Regions from separate parts of the Mus musculus genome. Here region 2 is linked to region 1. A link is a contact called in public promoter capture Hi-C data. All regions are on one chromosome and are shown on one strand. The core of a region is the stretch at or near the end of the contact, and the rest is flanking DNA. Distances in the headings are between cores, read along the strand shown. Region 1 overlaps Cyb5b (cytochrome b5 type B). Region 2 holds the start of Nqo1 (NAD(P)H dehydrogenase, quinone 1).

Evidence for each region. Promoter capture Hi-C pulls out the DNA fragments that hold promoters and counts their contacts.
Region 2: a contact with region 1 is called in a promoter capture Hi-C map of neural stem cells. The contact joins the promoter of Nqo1 here to the enhancer-like site in region 1. A contact is called at or near these places in 2 of 39 promoter capture datasets (liver and neural stem cells), 2 of 484 Hi-C or Micro-C datasets (extraembryonic endoderm stem cells and nephron progenitors), 2 of 115 datasets of contacts at active chromatin or transcription factors (both in embryonic stem cells) and 3 of 9 other capture datasets (adipose tissue, liver and pancreatic islet).

What each region holds. Positions count from the first base shown.
Region 1 is chr8:107,169,386-107,175,238 of GRCm38.p6, reverse strand. It overlaps Cyb5b (cytochrome b5 type B), which reads right to left. Exons shown (of 5, transcript NM_025558.5): 2 at 5,300-5,428; 3 at 4,819-4,848. Among named protein-coding and RNA genes, the nearest start is that of Cyb5b, 22 kb to the right of the region's middle. Within about 2 kb of position 2,543, at least 21 of the 459 cell types and tissues checked have an H3K27ac peak or open chromatin away from gene starts, as enhancers often do. A contact at or near this core is called in neural stem cells, where this site is marked.
Region 2 is chr8:107,400,769-107,406,621 of GRCm38.p6, reverse strand. It overlaps Nqo1 (NAD(P)H dehydrogenase, quinone 1), which reads left to right and starts at 3,417. Exons shown (of 6, transcript NM_008706.5): 1 at 3,417-3,556. The coding sequence starts at 3,550.

The sequences.
Region 1 (5,853 bases), core at 1,294-3,793:
GCCTCATAAAGTATATGACCCTATAGTTAGTGTAGTTGTATATAAAAATGTTTTCCTGATGAGAGAAAAAAATACAAAACAAGAAAAACTCCCTAATGTGATTTTCTAAATTCTCTTAAGAACAACTATCAGATTCATATTGAGAAACTGTATCAAAATAAGAACAAAAAGAACCCCCTGTGATAATACATATAATACATCACTGGGGAAAAAGCCTGGGGGTGTAGTTCAGTTGGTAGGATGGCTGCCTAGCACATATGAAGGCCTGGGTTTGATCACCACATTAACCAGGTATGGCTGCCCACACAAGTGACCCCAGAGCTTCGGAGGTGGTGAAAGGAGAACCAAAAGGTCAGCATTCATGAAGTGGTGAGCTTGAGGCCAGCCTGGCTGCATGAGATTGTGTCTCGAGGAAAAGCCCTCCCTCCCGAGGTGAGCATCCCTATTTGGACCGAAACATGTGAGCGAGCAATTCCAGCTGGGAAGTGTGGGAGAGCACTGCCCGGCTTCTCACGCTCACTTTGTTTCTAGAACTTGGTGAGACATTAATGCCTGACACTGCTCAGAGAACAGCATTTTGTTTTTCAAGAGAGACTGGCCAGGACATTTTATGCTTAATTCCCAAAGACCATAGCTGTCTGGAAAATCACATTACCAGAGAGAAGTCTTGATCAGCGGCAGTTACTATTGACCATTGCAAACTCCAGGAAGTTAGGTAGTTAAGACAGGTACAGCAAAGAACTGTTTTTTATTTTTCTGAAGCAGGTTCTCATGTAGACCATGGTATAGCTAAGGTGGTCTTCAAGTACTGACTCTCTTACCCCACCTACCAAGTCTCTTTTTATTATTTTTTTATTTTTGAAGACAACAGTCTGACCATATGGCATCAGCATATCCCAAAGAGTAGAATTATTTTTAATTCTAATTAGTTATTACCGACTAAAGCAGGTGTCATGGCACACCTTCTACCTCAGCACTTGGGAGGCAGAGGCTGGCTGATCTTAGTTCTAAGCCAGCCAAAGCTACAGAGAAAAATAAACTTGTCAGATCGACAAATTAAAAATCTTCAAAAATTTTATATTGTACTATGTGCTGCCATCAACTGGGATATTATCAGTCTACTGTGAAACAATGGTGACCATTACCACTTATTAGCTGGAACATGAAAAGCTGTTTCTAAAAGAAGAGGGAAATGAAGACTGGGCACGGTGGCCTATGCCTATAACCCAGAGCTCCAGAAGGGAAGGCAGGAGGGCTGAAGTTCGAGGTCATCCTCAGCAGACACAGCAGACCCAGGTCTGGAACACTGACTTTCTCTGGGAAGAAGGCAGAGGCTGCCTGAGGGGGAGAAGTGGTGCAGAGAAGGGAAGGGAAGGAGAAGATGAGAACTCTATCCCACAAAAATGAAGGCTGTGCTTCAGAAATCATATTTTTACAGATTCAGAAACCCTGAACCACAGAAAGGAAACTAATTAATAAATGAGCTTCCCTCCCATTCGGGAAGGAAAGCCATCTCTGCATCCTAGGATAGGAAGTGTCTGCCTCATCCTCTGTGAGAAGCCGGATCACTTCTCAGCCTTTTGCTAACATCAAGCACGGAGATAAAGCTGAGGGATCAAGACTTTCTTCCTGGAAAAGAAATCAGTTTGGAATATAATTCTATGAAGACCTGGTAGGTAGCCTTGAAATTTTTCCAAAAGGCTGCCTTTGCCTAATGTGCCTGGAGGGTAAGAGACGACCTGCTGGAAACAAACAACAGCCAGAAGGATCCTAATGGAGACGGGTCCCTGGGGAACAAGTAACTGGAGAAAAACAGGCTTGAAAGCACAGCTCTCCGTCCCTCCCTAACCTGGATGGGGCTATACTACATTTCCACATCTAAGTCACCATGCTACTTGGTGCTCCGAGGAGGCTTTTCTATACTTCTTGCAGGGGGGGAAAATCCAGGGCCAATCATTTTATTTCAGCTGATCAGTCTCTAATTGCTTGGCTTACAGAAGGCAGCAATGCTTGCACAGGAGCAAATTCAGTGTCCCCGGGTTTTATCTGCAGTGGCAGGCAGACAGGCACGTCGGTCAGCACAGGGTGTGCTGCCTGCCTTCCTTCCTATCACCTGTGCTCTTTAAAGTGCAAACCCAGGAGGCTGAACAAGTGGCTCACTGGTTAAGAGCACTGGCTACTCTTCCAGAGGACCAGGGTTCCTTTCTCTGCACCTTCATGGCAGCCCTCAACTGTCTGTAGCTCCCGTTCACACCAATGTACAGAAAATAAAATTAAATAAATTATCTAAAAAAAAAAACAAACAAACTGCAAAGCTAGCTCGACTCCAGAGATTCTAAACAGAATTAGTGCAAGCCCAGGAAAAGAACACTGGTGCAAGGAACAGAATTTCTGAAACACTGCAGTGGATTCCGCACAAACGTTGTGCCTCCTGTATCAACAATAAGAAAACCAACAAGAAACAACTGATAGAGTTCTAGAGACCGTAACTGACCAGTGTCTTTCTCTTGCTTTAACATATGAGTGCGTTCATGATCGCCTTGGGAAACTGGTGAGGGCCACTAGGTTCAAGGTCGCCTGTGAAAGCTTGGACTCAGGGTGGCGTTCTCTAGAAATGTTCAATTAAGATCATATTAGCTCAAATTTTACCTTAATGTCACAAGAGGATTCAAGACTGAGTGAGGTAAGAGGAGGGAGAGGGAAAACCAACCGTCAGTGGTCACAAACGTTTAAAGAGTCATTCCATCTCCTTAGTAACTTAACAGAGCGAGCGAGCAGTATAGAAGAGTTAATTATATACACACCCTGGATTTCAGGGCAACAGAAGGCACACGCTGCCAAGCAAGCAGCCTCTTGAATTGAAAGAATTCTTGTGCCCAGGCCAATCTGAATTGCTGTGTCAAACCCGCTCATTATTTCCTGGCTCAATGAAGAATGAGAATCTAGAAGGAAGAGGGGGAGACTATTGTGTCCAGGATGAGCTAGGAGACACCCAGACTGCTATCCCTTTACTAAAGGGCACGGAACAACCTCTAAATGACAGAAGTCAAGGGAAGCAGCCGAGAACATGGGAGGTGCCACTGCCTGCTTATAGGAAGTAGAAAAGACTTCCACGCTTTCCTCTTGGTCCGTAAGTGAGGCAAAGCACACCGGGGGTTTCCAACACCCAAGTGCTACACTTGCTGTTCTAGCTGAGCCGGTGAGAGAACTGGGAAGGTGTGGACAATCTGAGCACAGAGGAGTTTAAATTTCTGAGGAAATGAGGACAGAAAGAAAGAAAGACCTTTTTTTTCTTTTCTTTTCTTTTCTTTTTTTGGTTTTTCGAGACAGGGTTTCTCTGTGTAGCCCTGGCTGTCCTGGAACTCACTCTGTAGACCAGGCTGGCCTCGAACTCAGAAATTCGCCTGCCTCTGCCTCCCAAGTGCTAGGATTAAAGGCGTGCGCCACCACCGCCTGGCTAAGAAAGACCTTTATATTATAAAGAAGATATCTTGTAGAAAAAAAATTTATCACAGTATCCATCACATGTTTTAAGTAAAAATAAGAGGTCTTCCCAAACTGAACCCATAAACTAATTTCTTTCAAAGCCACAGTAAACACACTTTGGAGTCTCAATAAAGAAAGCTCGCAGAGCATTAATAAGGTGTTTCCTACTGGGCTGAAGAGCTGTCTCAGCCATTCAAGGCTGGGCTCACAACAGAAATGTTAAAATGATTCCTTCTGTCTAAGATTTAGCTTTTCCTTTTTTCCTGACAGGTGTAAAGTCCAAATTCCTTAAAAATAGAATTCTGGGGCTGGTGAGATGGCTCAGTGGGTAAGAGCACCCTACTGTTCTCCCGAAGGTCCGGAGTTCAAATCCCAGCAACCACATGGTGGCTCACAACCATCTGTAACAAGATCTGACTCCCTCTTCTGGACAGCTACAGTGTACTTACATATAATAAATAAATAAATCTTTAAAAAAAAAAAAAAAATAGAATTCTGGGAGCCAAGCAGGGTGACACAAACCTTAAATCCCAGCACTCAGGAGCCAGAGGCAGGGGAATCTCGGGGAATTTAAGGCTAGCCTGGTCTACAAGGCACAGTCAGGGCTGTTCCACAGAGAAACTCTATCATGAAAAACAAAAACAACAACAAAAACCCAGAATTGTTGTTTGGATAAAAGTGAAGATGAACTTGCAGAGATCCGTCTGTCTTCCCTCCCAAGCACTGGGACTGAAAGCATAGATCACATTCTCTGGCTCTTTTTATTTCATTTATATGCATGACTGTTCTGCCTATAGGAATGCCACTGTGCACAGTGTGTATGCAGGGTCAGCAGACGCCAGAAGAGGAGGCTGGACCCCTGGGACTGGGATTATAAACAATTCGGAGCTACCAGAAGGGTGCTAGGGATCAACCCTCATCTCCTGGAGAGCAACTGCATTCTTAGCCACTGAGCAATCTCCCCAGGGAATTTTTTGTTGTTATCATTTTGGTTTTTTGCTTGTTTGTTCTTGTTTTGTTTGTTTTTGTTGTATGTGTGTGTAACCGGTTCGGTTTGGTTTGGTTTTGTGTTTTGTTTTGTTTTGTTTTGTGAGAAGGTTTCTCTGTATAACTCTAGCTATCCTGGAACTTACCCTGTAGACCAGGCTGGCCTCAAACTCAGAGATCTGCCTGCCTCTGCCTCCCTGAGTGCTGGAATTAAAGGCGTGCGCCACCACCACCTGGTTTTTCCAGCCAATTTTAACTTCTCCTATTAAAATTATTTTTAAAAGCAATTTTACTCAAGTTAATAGAAATACTTGAAACACACAAGACAAAGTAGTGACTTCTTACCTTGTCATCGCCTTTAGGTTTAAGGTCACTCTGTTTAAAAAGAGAGAGAAAAACAATATTCAAGATGCATCTAAATGAGGGCGAGCAATCTGTTAGCTCCTTCAGAGATGTCAGAGTCTGAAGAAGGTGCCAGGTCCACCTGTTAGCACATCAGGATCCCCTATTAGAATGCTAAGCCCAAAGGACTTATAGATACATAATAAATAATGTTAGCAAGAAACTTGCAAGAATAACCAAACCACTATTTGGGGAACAGGTGTTATTAATTACAAGAATCAATCAATAAAAGACGAAAACCAGTTCCCTTGGCTTTTCAGATACTGTATGTACAACACAGGATGGCTCGATGATTCTGGGGCAAACCTGGCCTGAGAGCCAGGCTGAATGAATTTTTACTCTAAATAATTCAATCTTTCATCCTGCTGGTGGCTGTCAAGTAGTTTTCTCTGCATAAGCATCTGAGCGCTACAACAGTTCTTACCGGATGGACATCTCCAATGTAGTACTGCTTTAGCATCTCCCTGGCATCAGGGGAGTGGCCGACATCTTCAAAGCTTTCAGTTGCATCAGCACCCGCTTGTTCCAGCAGAACCTCTTCCCCGCCAGGATGCTAGGAAGAAATAGCATTTGCTGAATAGAGGGCTCTCTGAAAAAGCAAACTAAAGTTTTTTCTTTCCATCCCCTTTCTTCCTTTAGTGGAACAAATTGTGTGCCACTTTTGAGGGTGTATCAGGAAGGATACAGCATCATTTTCTACAATATTCTGGCACAGACTGCATAATATGCATATTAATTGATTTCCTTTGTTGACATTAAAACTGCAACAAAACTCACAAGTGAGAACGCCAGAATTTCTGGAACTTTTTTTTTTTTTTTTTTTTTTGAGACAGTGTTTCTCTGTATAGCCCTGGCTGTCCTGGAGCTCACTTTGTAGACCAGGCTGGCCTCAAACTCAGAAATCTGCCTGCCTCTGCCTCCCAAGTGCTGGGATTAAAGGCGTGCGCCACCACGCTCAGCTCTGGAACTCTCTTTATT
Region 2 (5,853 bases), core at 2,168-4,667, 230 kb before region 1:
TTGTGGGAGGTGCCATCCCTGGGCTAGATTCTATAAGAAAGCAGATTGGGGCTAGAGAGAAAGAGGTAGGCATGTCTCTGTGAGTTCAAGACCAGCCTAGTCTACATATCTGGTTCCAGGACAGCCAGGGCTACACAGAGAAACCCCAACTCAAGAAAAAACAATTCCTGAAAGGAAGCTATCTGGCTAGGAACAGAAAACAAAACAAAAAACAAAAAACTCCTGGAAGAAACCTGTCTGCAGACTGATGGACCAATTGGAATTCCAGTACTGTGGAGAAACTGAGATTTCATACGTTCAGAGGCTAATTATCTAGTTTTAGCTTTCTGGAGCTAACACCTTGTGATAATAAATAAAAAACTCACAGAAGATATAACTTAGCAGAATATTAGCCTCTGTGCCTGTTGGCCTACAGGGCAGGGCCCTCAGAAGAGGAGGGGAGGAGTTGCTGAGGGGAGGGAGTCAATCAATGGTCAGGGTAGTCTTGCAGCTCTGACTGGCAACGAGGTACTTGTTATTTATACAGGTTTCACAGAACAAAGACAGTCTAATGATTATGCAAGAAGTACAGATTGTGTGTCTGACTTTTCGTTACAAGTTCAGACACAATTAGAAAATACAAATGCACAGATTTTATTTTTATTGTTAGCTCTATAACTGCAATGTCAAGAATCTTAAAGACTGTCTCCTCCAAAGCAAACACATTATATGGCAGCCTGCTTTTAGGGTGGCAGTGTTTGCAGTCTGAAAGCACTTCAGACAAACAGAAGATATCTGAACTGGTCTTTCTATGAATAGCAAACATTAATACCTAACTTATTACATGTTTCCTCATCTGTGCTATACAGTAGAGAACGTGTAGTCAATCTCCCTTATTTTCCGAGTGCTATTCCTCCAGGGGTATGCCCTGTATGACTCGCTATCTTACATTTTCAGTAATCTCTAAGCATATTGTAAAAGAAGGCCTTGAATCTGTCCCCTTTTCTCCTGGCCAGTCAGAGTTTGTCGGTTGTCTCTGTTTACCCTGCACTAATCAGACTGTTTGAGTTTATTCAGGGGTAGACACCCCAAGAAGATTCCTGGAGTAATGGCTTCATCTAGTTACGTGTTTATCTGAGCTTAATGATCTCCAGGCCATGAGGGAGACATCCAAACAGTGGCCAGATAAAGCTCATTTTAGGCTTTTCCTAAAAAGACTCAGACATACTTTTCCTTGGAAAAAGACTTAAAAATGACTCATAATGCAGAAAGCTCCCAAAACAAAACACACAGAGACCAAAACCTAAAAGCGAGAGACAGACAGAAGGACAGCGATTGCCGCATTCGTTCGGCTCAGCTTGGCTGGAACTGTGTCAAACAGGCGAGCTGACTCTGTGACTCTTCTGTTTCCAGTGACTATGGCAGTGTCACTTCTGCCAATCCAAGAGCTGAGAGTGTCATCAGATAGCATCTTGGACCATAAACCCCACCCCCCCATCTCGATGTACCCACCTCTCCAGTGTACCCACCTCTCCAGGGTTCCCACCAACGTACTTTAAAGTCGCCTTAACTTATTACTTTGTTCTGTAAATTGTAAAAATCTTGTGAGGCTGCACCCACATTGGAACATAAAATTTGGGGTACCCTATATTGGTGTTCCCAGGCCGTGGCCACTCAAAATGGCTCCGGAATAAACTGTGGTTTTTATGTTGGTATTTCTTTACAGCTGAGAGATGACCCTCAGGCACAAACTGTAAGGAAACACCAGAAAACCCAATGTTGAACATTGTAGTGTGGTGTGTTTGGTATTTGTCTGATGCTGAGACAGAAGCAGCCTGTGGAAACTACTTTAGCACGTTGTTTGAGAGGAGAGTCTGACATCGCAGACGAAGCTGCCTGGTCACACAGCATCCAGTGAGAAAGCAGATAGCCTTTCCTGATGAAGCTATATCCCCAGCTCCTATTTTTGATTTTTGAAATGAGGTCTCACGTATCTTCAACTGTAGTAGTTAAGCAAGGCCAAGCCTTCAAGGGTCAAGGGTCCCTGTGTTAAGAAACCTTCAGGGTATCCTTTTATTTCCAGATAAAGCTTTGTGGTGCAAACTGGGCATGTGCAGGAATGTACCCTCCCCAAAGTACCTCCCCCATAGGAACAAGAATCTGCCTCCCTAATAAGTTCTCACCTTTTCTTTGTTTGGGAAGTGCGTTGCTTTAAAAATTGTCCTTGGTCTCTTTGCCTGCTGCAGCTGATATTTCTTTCTTCCCTCTTATAGCCCATTGTGTTACTTCGGCTTTGCCCTAACCGGAATGAGACTCCACTGAGATCCATCACAAGGGCTGTCACTAGCCTGTCACCACAGGAGACTGCACGTGTGTCTTTCCCTCACTGTCAGAATTTATCAGATAACAGGAAAGTTGAGCTCTTTTAATGATGGCAATCTGTTATAATGTCTACCCTACTTTGGGAGCTTGACCAAGGCACACACATACATGTAGGGTCTTTATTCCAACCCTTTTTCTTTCTTTCTCTGTTTTTGAGACAGGGTCTCACCTATGTAGCCCTGGCTGTTGTTCTAGCACTAGCTATGTGGACCAGTCTGGCCTTAAACTCAGAGATCTGCCTGCTTCTGGCACCCAAGTGATGGGATTAAAAGCATGTACTAGTCGTGGTGGCGCACTCCTTTAATCCCAGCACTTGGGAGGCAGAGGCAGGTGGATTTCTGAGTTCGAGGCCAGCCTGGTCTACAGAGTGAGTTCCAGGACAGCCAGGGCTACACAGAGAAACACTTCCCTGTGGCTGCTGTCTCCTGCCAGCTTTGCTCTGGCTTCCTAGAGAGTCGCACAGATGAGTTCCCCGTTACCTGGTCACCGGGGGCAAAGTTGAGGAGACCCAAGTGTGTATACCCAGGGAGCAGTTTTTGCAGTTTCTAAGAGCAGAACGCAGCACGAATTCATTTCACACGAGGACAAGTCTCTCTGAACTTTCAGTCTAGAGTCACAGTGAGTCGGCAAAATTTGAGCCCATCCGTTTTGCTGCCCCACCCTTCCCCTAGCGTGCAAAGGTGACTTCCCACGGCTGAGTGAGGACTAATCTACACAGGCTGATTATGTAGGCAGGTCCCACGAAGCTCGAAAAATTCTGTTGGAAATTTCCATTTTGTACCCAGGAGGTCTTGGGACAGGGAGCAGATGAATTTATTCAATATGTCCCCATATCCTCAAATTCTCTCTCACTCCCTTGCTCCCGGGGAACCCTTTTGACTTCCATATACAGGAGTCCTAGTCCAGCCCCAAACTGCTTCTCCCTGCCAAAAACTTGGTATCTTCCCAAGATGCCTCTGGGTTCTGGAGTCCAGCCCCGCCCTCGCTGGCTGCTCTGCACAGTGGGCTGGGCGGGCATAAGCAGGATATAAAGCCTTCGCTCAGCCCATACCCCAAGGCTCAGCTCTTACTAGCCTAGCCTGTAGCCAGCCCTAAGGATCTCTCCGAAGAGCTTTAGGGTCGTCTTGGCAACCAGCTGCTCAGCCAATCAGCGTTCGGTATTACGATCCTCCCTCAACATCTGGAGCCATGGCGGGTGAGTGTGGCGCCAACTCCAGTCTGATTTACTCTGAGGAGGATGTAGGGGCTGGCTGTGAGTTTTGTTCCTTGCCTCAAAGAGGAAAAGTGAGGTGGTTAGGAACCTGGATGAGCCTCGGTTAGTCTCTGGAAGGAGAACTTCTTCTCAGAACCAGCGATGCAGATTATTCTGCAGCCCAAGTTCACCCGTGGGCAACTCTAGCATTGCCCCTTCTACACCGTTCCTTAACAGAGCTGCCACTCCCTGTACCGCGTTTGGACTATTTAGAAAAAGGGTAACATGTGTCCTAGGTTGGCCTTAAAGCTGCTGTATAGTGAAGGATAGCCTTGAACTTGGGGTCTTATTGCCTCCACTGCCTAAGTGCCAGGATTCTAAGTGCATATCACCACGCCTGATTTCTACGGCTCTGGGAATTGAATTGAAACCAGGACTTCCTGCATACTAGACAAACTCTCTACCACCTGAGCTCTGTGCACATCCCCAACCTAGGCCAGATAGTATTTAACCATTTGGAAATACGTTGCTAACATTTAGAAATGCAAGCAGGCAATTTACAGGGACCACTGCTGGGCTTGGTGGCACCCTGGAGGCAAAGGCAGGCAAATTTCTTTTAAGTTCCAAGGTAGCCTGGTCTATAGATCCAGTTTCGGGACAGTCAGAGCTACATAATGAAGAGAGACTGTCTCAAACAAACTAACAAACCAAACCGCAGATTTTTAAAAGGGGTATCACCACTTTGTGAAACAAAACGGGAAGATGTGGAGATGGGTACAGGGAGCGTAGCTGAGAAGGAGTGTAACAGAATCGGAGCCTAATTCCAGTCTACCTGGCTCTGGAAAGTTTCTACTGTGACCCTGGAGCAGGAAATCCGATTTGTTAATTGGTCCATTTTTGTGACAGTCTCCTCACTTTGCCATCAGCCCAGGGGAAGGCAGGGGAGAGTCCTTGGCAGTTACCACCACATTATTGTCTAGTGTTTGACTGGCATCTACTGCGTTCTTGGCCAAGTAGCCTCCAGGGCTAAGTACTTCCCAACAGGGCCTGGCTCTGAGTTCTGGGCAGCAATTAGGTTTAGGTGTTTCCTCTGTTGGGGCGGGACTTAACTTTTTGGAGTTCCTTTCCCTTTAAAACTATTTCAGACTCTGCAAATGCACTCAGGATCTCGCCTTGCTAAAAGCACAGAGGGAGGGAAGGATGCTTCTGCCGTTGTACAGGGTCATCCCAGTGTTCTCTAAGCTCTGCGATGAGTTGCTGGGAGAGCCAGCGAGGGAGGGTTTTCAACAGCTGGTAAGGCTGTGTCTGCTTCGGTCTCCATTTATGCATGAGGGATAAATGTTCCAAGCCCCCTCCACTGCAGCCGCAGACAGCACAGAGCACAAGCATTATCATATTTATCTTACACTCCCACACTTGTGTTCGGTTCAGTTCAGTGTTTGTTTATTCATCCATCCGTTCATCCACTCATTCATTATGGCCAGACTAGCTTCAAACTCGATTTGGTCTAGGCTGACCTTGAACACCTGAACCTCCTGCCTCTGCGCCCCAGTGCAGGTGTGTGTCCAGGCCAGGCTAAATTTAATTTACAAATTAGAGTAGAAGATTGACAAAATAAAAAGTAAAACAGAAAAATGACGCCCATAGGCTGTAATACTGGCAACCTAGTCTGCTCTCTGTTGCTGCGAGGAAACGCCGACCAAAAGCAAGCGGAGAAGGAAAGGGTGGGTTTCAGCTGACAGTTCCGGGTCCTAGTTCGTCACCAAGGGAAATGGAGGCAGGAGCCTGGAGGTGGGAACTGAAGCAGGAGAACTCTGCTTACTGACTTGCTCTCTGTGACCTTTTCAACCTGTTCTCTCACACAACCCAGTGAGTGGCACCTGCCCAAGGGTGACACCAATCACAGGGAGCTGACCCTCCCCAAATCAATCACTAATCAAGAAAATGCCACCCACTACAGGCCACTGTCTGATGGAGGCCACTATGGGCCAGTCTGATGGAGGCCACTGTCTGATGGAGGCCACTATGGGCCAGTCTGATGGAGGTCTCCCCTGACATTCCCTGCAGAGGGCTGGGAAGCACTGAAGCTTTCAGGTGGGGGTGGGGGAGGGAGGCTGAAAGCAAGACTGGGCTGGATACTGGAGTGAGGTTTGTTTCCAGGGGACGGTCCAGATAACTTCAGCTACCCAAATTTAGAGTCAGGGTTGCCAAGAATGTTATTGGATAAAGGGACCTGCTACCAGGCAGGCTTGATGAGCTGGGTTCCCTCCTTAGGACCCACATGGAAAGAGAGAACCAAC